Regions from separate parts of the Sus scrofa genome. Here region 2 is linked to region 1. The links are chromatin contacts, called in public HiChIP or PLAC-seq maps. All regions are on one chromosome and are shown on one strand. Each heading gives the region's core, a stretch centred on a gene start, on an enhancer-like site or on the middle of the called end of the contact. The rest is flanking DNA. Distances are from core to core; before and after follow the strand shown.

Region 1 (3,599 bases), core at 606-3,105:
CGGGCCAGGAAATAAGGGCACTAATTAGGATTACGTGTGACCGGTGGACAAGTTCACTAATAGCAGCCTTTGGGAGCAAGCAGTATCTCTTTAAATCTTAGATTCTCTGTATTCCTAGGTATCTTTCATCTTCCACCTGTGAAATTTTGAGTCCCTGACGTAATGCTAACAATGAACAAATTACCAATAGAATTGCAAGGTTTTTAGAGTCCCCGTGCTGTAAAACAAAAGGCAGTGCTTTCGAAAAGGCTGCACAACTTTTTAGGTTTTGGTCTGCCTCTAAATTTGCAAATGCATAGTTTCTTAAAGACACAAGGCTGGAAGGAAGGCCCAGGGGTAGTTTTAGCAATCAGCAATTCATCTATTTTAAATGTAAGGGAAAATTTTTTCTCGTATTTACTGTAAACAAATATATATGCTAATGAACAGAACGTAGGGCTAAACTGTCAAGTGGTTTTCCAGACAGCCATTTACGTAGTACATTCAAGTGACACTATCCGACCAGATCTCTGAGCTTGCAAGCAAAGCACACGCGACCGCTCCTTTTCCTTTTCCAAAGCGAAAGGGACTCGACCCGCTCACGTGATGCAAGTGACATCAGTCCCTACCAGGTCGCGTGACCGACACCCAACCTTCCCACCACCCTGCCCCCACCACCAGAGCAGAAAATCTCGCGAGAAACAGCCTTACTATCAGAACTTACTGAGGTTACCGGGGAGTTACTCAGAAGGGAAGGTGTGGCCGAGTGGCGGAGTTTTTCCTTTCATTCTGTTAACGTTTATGGCCGAGGCGAAGGCCTTCGGGAATTGCCAGAGTCTGAGCAACCCAGCATAGAAAACGGCGGGGGCGGTGGAGAGTGAGGTGGCAGTCATATCAGAAGTGAAACGTGGCGCGGCGGGCGTCGCCCCTCGCTGAAGAGGCTGTAGGGGAGGGAGGGACCCCGCTCTGGGCGCCTGGTAGCGGGCGGCGTGGCTCGTGCTGGGGTGGGCCAGACAGTCATTGGGAGGTGTGGGAGCGACAGCCATTGGGGGGGGGGCTTCTCTGGAAGCAGTCGATTGCCCACATCCGGCCCCCGCTCTGTCAACAAGAAGCCGCGTAGAGATGAAATGCCTGCACCCCTCCGCTTCCACCTAGGGCACTGCGGTTCGGAGCAGTCCTTGGTGCCCCGCGCCCACAGTCGGGCTGGGGGAGGGGTGTTTCTGAGAGACCCCCGGCGGTAGCCCTCGGCAATCCTTGAATTAACTCGCATCTTGCAGCGAAATCAGCCCCACGTTTAGGCAGGAACCTAACTGCGGGTTTAATTATGTGATTTTGACGTCTCGACTCATTCACCTAAACCCTCTCCAGGCTTCTCCCCTGAACATCCTCCTCCACCCACCTGGTCTCTACCTAGACGGGTGCGCGCGCGCGCGTGTGTGAGACCCAGAGACAGAGGAAAAGAGAAGGGACAGGGTTAGAGTCGCTAGAAGGAGGTGTGGGACCAGCCAAGAGGGGGCTTCGCGAGGGAGGGGTACAGGCAGGCGGAGGGAGCGGCAGGAGGAGGCGCTGGAGAGGAGGCGGAGGCCTGGGGAGGGCAGGCGAAGCTTCGCCTGAGCCGAGCGCTCTTTCTTTCGCCGCGCAGTCTCGGTGCGGTGCGGGCTCGTGGGGAGCGCGAGGCTGCCGAGGTGCCCGCGGGAAGGAGGCCGGCCCCGGCGCGTCCCGCGCCCGAGCCTGCTGACAGCTGCAGCTGGGCTCGAGCTGTCCGCTCTAGGCTCCGCGGCCTCCGCCCCCTCGGGCTCCCTCCCCTCCGCCCCTACCCCTCCTGCCCCGGTGCGGATCGTTTCGCAACTGCTCGCCTCTCGCCCCATGCCCGGCTGTTTTCTATTTCCCGGCCCCTCTTCTTGAGTACTTTGGCCCCTGCATTTGGGGAGAGGGGCTTGCAAGGGAGCGGCGGAGCGTCCAGAGAAGAAGGAAGCGAGGCCGGGAGGAGGAAGATCGGCGGACTGTAGGGAGGAGACCCCACGCCACCCTTTCTGGTCCTCTCCCCTCCCGCCCCGCCCCTACGCACACTCCCTCGCCGGCGAGCTACTTTCGGACGGGAAAGTGAGGGCGGCCCTGGGTGACAGCGCTGCTGGGCTAGTCCCGGGGAAGCCGCGCGTCTGCTCGCGTCTTGTCCGCCGCACTCCCAGCCAGGGGGACAGCCCGGACCGAGGATGGCTTCAACTACAACCTGCACCAGGTTCACGGACGAGTATCAGCTTTTCGAGGAGCTTGGAAAGTAAGCGCCTTTACCCGGCACCCGCAAGTCCCCTTTCCAGCAGAGGGCGGGTCGTGTTACCCCCTACCCACCGGCTCCCGCGTGGGGCGAGGGAGTTTGGGAGACTAGAGGAGAGGGGGCAGGGCCCCTGGTGTGTCAGCTTGGAGGAAGGTGTTGACCTAGTAAGGGGAGGGGGCAAAGAAGGGGAAAGACCCTCTATCCCGGCTATGGCCCATTCCGATCATCTTTAGCCCACCTTTCCCCACTCCCCCACCCTCTTGACTTAGTGGATTTACGACCCTGCAGTTGTAGCTGTCATCCTGAGATGTGTGTGTGTGTATGGAGGAAACAAGAACCCATGTAAAATGCAACATAGATCATGTTTTCTGTAAATAGAGATGCCTCCTCGTTCGCCGGCGTGTTGGCCGCAAGACCCACGTACGGATGAGAACTCACTACCACAGACGGTGCCATATTTATTGATGCCGAAAGTTCAACTTGGCTTAGAGTCTGTTTCGCATCCAGTAGTTGTTCTGTCCAGGAAAAGGGCTACCCAAAGGAACCCGACCCCCGTCCCATATCCACTATTATTCTTTACTAGATTACTCGTTCTTCATCATCCTTCCTAGGATGTACGTGTACCTCTTCGCATTCTCTGGGAGGATTTATTTATACAGGCAGCGGAAAAGCCTTCTGGAGACCGGGAGAGAGCTTCCCAGGGGTAGCCTAGCGTTGTATAAAGCGACCTCCTAACACCTGACTGGCAGAACTACTTGGTGATGTTAAGGAAGGGGCGAGAAGACCTACTGAGAGAGAACCTGTGCAAAAGGAACCTAAGGGCTGAGCCGTGAACGTTAATTTGTGTAGCATCAAACCCAATTTCTTTACCGCTAGTTTCCAACATTACTTTAGAAAGCATTTATGTGTGTGTTGTTGTTTTATACAGTTGAATTAAAGGACGTTAACTATCTTTTAAATGTAATGAGGATCATACCCTTATGTATTTATGTTGTCTGCTGTTAAAACATGGAGAATATGTCGGAAGAGCAGCTTAATTCAAATCTCTCCCCTCCCCCAACCCAAAACAGGGCACAGAGAAATCACCATAGCAGGATTTGTTAAACCGCACACAAATGTTCCTAAGAATTATATTTTAATGAAAACAATCGCCATATTTACTTACTTGGAGCCAGGTTAATTTTTTTTCCCCTACCAAAATAAATATGCAGCAGATTTTTGCTGCTCCTCTTCAGCTCTGCTCTTTGCAGGTTTTTCTCAAAGCATTTGGTGTGTGTGTGTATTATAAAATGTTTTCAAATTTCATGTGCAAACAAGAGCCGTCATAATTGCCAGTTCCTTTAAT
Region 2 (3,421 bases), core at 615-3,114, 74 kb after region 1:
CCTGCCTAGGATTGATCTGGAAATTATTCAACATTTGAGAGAAAACATTAGATAATTTAAAGTGGGGAAGAGGTCTAAACATCGTCATACATGGCAAAAGGATAAGACAGTTGGTGGGAAATGCCTAATCATGTGGAGATCATTCAACAGATATTTTGAAAAAAATTAACTTTATTAAATAAACATAATATAATAACATTTATGATTATTTTGTTGCCTTAGTTTCTCCAAGGTAATAATTCTTTGGAGGGTTATGTAATGACCAATATTAGCCTGGGTACAGATCTGCCCAGAAGTACCTTCATTCCCACAGCTGGAGACTTTTTTATTTCACACATCACCTCCTCATCATCTTGGAATCTTCCAGTATAGATTCTTTGTTGGATGCTAGAGGAATTTAGATGAGATGCTCTATTGGCCAGGGTGGCAGGGGTTATAGAACTTTTGTTCTCCTCTCAGCATTTTATCAACACAATCACCAGTATGAATTCAGGAATTAGAGTGGGGTTGCCTTGGAGGTGAGACCATGCTAAATTGTACCAGGATATTCTGTTGCTTTCTTTGGTCCCCACATTTTGAACCTTGCAAGGCTGTGTTTTTTCTTTGGTTTAACTACGTTTATCTTATTATTGATCTGGCTTTATTTTTGTCATCTTTATGTGGATGTCCTCCTGTGTCAACCCTTCCTCCACCTCAGCATTGATGGGATTCAAACTTAAGTGGAGGCTAATACTTACTTAGTAGCTTTGCCATTCTTTCAACAAATGTTTATTGAGCACCCATTATGTGCTTGGCACTTTTCTAGATTTTGGAGAAAACGGTAGTGAACATACAAGTCCTTGCCTTCAAGGAGTTAACATTTTAATGAGAGTGGAAAAATGGTGATGGGAACAAATTTCTTTTAAGCAAGTAATAAACATAATTTCAGATCGTGTTAAGTGCTATGAAGGAAATAAAGAAGGCCTTGTGAGTCAGAATATCAGGATGATAGTCAAGCTGCTTGAGAAGGAGTAGTAAGACGTATGTAGAAACTTTGAGGATGATAGTCAAGCTGCTTGAGAAGGAGTAGTAAGAAGTATGTAGAAACTTTGAGCCTGAATGATGACATGGAGCTACTCATAGAAAAAGCCAAGGGAAGAATATTTAAGCCAGAGGAAAAAAAGAAAAAATCCACTGAGACAAGAGTAAGAAAGACAGATGGAGGTAAAGAAAGGCCAGTAGTGTGTCTAGAGTAAAATGGGCTCAAGAGGGAGTAGATTGAAATGAGAATACTGGGAGTGATTGGTTTGTGTAGGAACCAGAGGCCCTGAATCTTAGGTTAGGTTCCCCATGAAACGGACTCAGAGGTGGAGATTTGCATGAAGGAAAGTTATTGGGGAGTTTATCTAGTCATGTTGAATCAACATCTCTGAGGGAGTAAATATGGAGGAGTGGGCAGAGCTAAAAATTGGAATTGCATTACATCCCAAGGAAGGCCTCAGTGTGTCTTGCATAGGCTCTACAGTGGGGTTGGCCCTTTAAAACTGTCCCAACTGTAGCCAAGAAGGTTGAGTCTTTATGCCTGTGCATAGAGCTGCATCAATAGATGAAGCTCACAGTTCCTGGAGAAGGATTCAGCTGATAGCTAGCCACCTGCAGCAATTCCAGCTGCTAAGGAATGAGGGCCTACGTTCTGAAGAGGGGTACCTCTGCATTCATCACACCACCATGGAAGAGTATCTAATATTGATGGTTCAGCTTGTTTTTCAAAACTGTTTACATTTATGTTTTGAAATACATTTGACCTTTGAACAACGTAGGGGTTAGGGCGGTAACCCTGTGTACACAGGAAATGGAATGGAAAAATCCCAGTACGACTTGCGGTTGGCTCTCAGTATTTGCACTTCCTGCTGTCCATGCTTCTGCATTCATGGACCCAACCCACTGTGCATTGTGTGATACTTTAGACTTTCCTGTTGAAGAAAATCCACATATAAGTGGATTCAAAGCCACCTCGTTGAAGGGGCAACTGGTACTTGGTAAAAATTGAAATGAGAACAGGCCCAGTTATATATACATGTAAACTTATGTGGATGTATTTAAAGTCCTCTCATTAACATATGTTTGTATACTTGTGCGTTTTAAGAAAAGAACTCAGAATGTAGGAAATTCAGCATCAAACAGCTTTGTTCTAGTTCAGGGTCGGGCTGAAGGAGGACAGGAGAGGTTGTCGGGATTGAGAAATCGTCTGCCATCTTCTCCCCTCTCTTCCTGTTCTCTTTTGTTTTTATTTATCTTTTTAACTATTTTTCCAAAAGTATTCATCCCTCTCTTTGTATGTTAACCTGTTTTTGCTCTTTTTTCTTCCATGGTCACTTTTGTTATGGGATCAAAAAGGCACTGAAAAACAGGGTTATCAATCAGTCCACACAAGAAGTGATGATGGTATGTCTTCAGGCAGAGGAAGTTGGAAGGCAAAGATTAGATGGACTGGGGATGGATTTGACATTTCAAGGTCAGAAAGTTGACAGTTGTCTGACTGAATACATGGATGAAGGAAAGCAAGGAACAAAAGGGGACGGAGCAAGTTTGGGCAGCAGGTACCAAGGAGGGTGAGTTCTGGTCTGTGAAGGATGCTTCCCAAGCATCTTGTAGGACAGACAGCCCTGTGAAGATGGACCCCTAGCAGCTGGAGATGTTTAGAAATCAGCATAGAGGTCCCTCTAGAGACATGAATTTTAGAAAATCTACATGGAGACACTAATTGTGTAAATGGATGGTTTACTATGCTATTTTTAATGTCAAGTACATGTAACAGAAACCATATCATTTAACTGGAAAATGATGGAAGGATGTTTTATTTTCACATATTTAAAGACTGGGCATCATTAGAAAGGAGAGGGCCGCCTTCCTTCCTACAGGGCATCTAAGCTCTTTTGAATAAGATTGTTTTGGGGATGAAATTCTGGGAACAAACTGACCTCCTCATGAAGGGCACAGATTGGCAGATACATAATGTAAAGGAGAAATCCACTTAGTTTGGCTCATGCTGCTTTTGCATGGCAAGAGTTTTTGGACCTGTATGCAATAAATACAGCTTTGATGGCTAACAGAGTGCTGAATCTTCTGGAAGGCTTGTTAGCAACTGATCAATCATCATTCAGTAATTAAGGCAGTTTCTTTTCCTTTGCCGAGCCTAATCTACCTAGTGATTATTTTATTTGATAAGGTGTGAATGTCTATTTAATTGAAATTTTTTTTGTGTGTGTATGTGTTTCAGTTTATAAATGTGCATATTATTCTGTCATAGGTCTTTAGAAGTTTTAATTTGTATATTATTTTGTAAAAAAGAATTGTCTGAAAATTACGTTTCTGTGAGATTCTCTGTGATGATTGAACCAAGAAGGGACATAGGAAACAAGCAGAGTGCCTGATGATTTAA

What was found. HiChIP or PLAC-seq counts read pairs in DNA pulled down with a chosen protein or histone mark.
Region 2: a contact with region 1 is called in an H3K27ac HiChIP or PLAC-seq map of alveolar macrophages. The contact joins the enhancer-like site here to the promoter of CAMK2D in region 1. A contact is called at or near these places in 2 of 5 promoter capture datasets (fetal liver and liver), 3 of 47 Hi-C or Micro-C datasets (brain, heart right ventricle and skeletal muscle) and 2 of 2 datasets of contacts at active chromatin or transcription factors (alveolar macrophages and skeletal muscle).

The regions. Positions count from the first base shown.
Region 1 is chr8:108,914,164-108,917,762 of Sscrofa11.1, forward strand. It overlaps CAMK2D (calcium/calmodulin dependent protein kinase II delta), which reads left to right and starts at 1,856. Exons shown (of 20, transcript NM_214381.1): 1 at 1,856-2,257. The coding sequence starts at 2,193.
Region 2 is chr8:108,987,952-108,991,372 of Sscrofa11.1, forward strand. The region is part of intron 2 of CAMK2D (calcium/calmodulin dependent protein kinase II delta); the gene reads left to right. Among named protein-coding and RNA genes, the nearest start is that of CAMK2D, 74 kb to the left of the region's middle. Within about 2 kb of position 1,865, at least 4 of the 83 cell types and tissues checked have an H3K27ac peak or open chromatin away from gene starts, as enhancers often do. A contact at or near this core is called in alveolar macrophages, where this site is marked.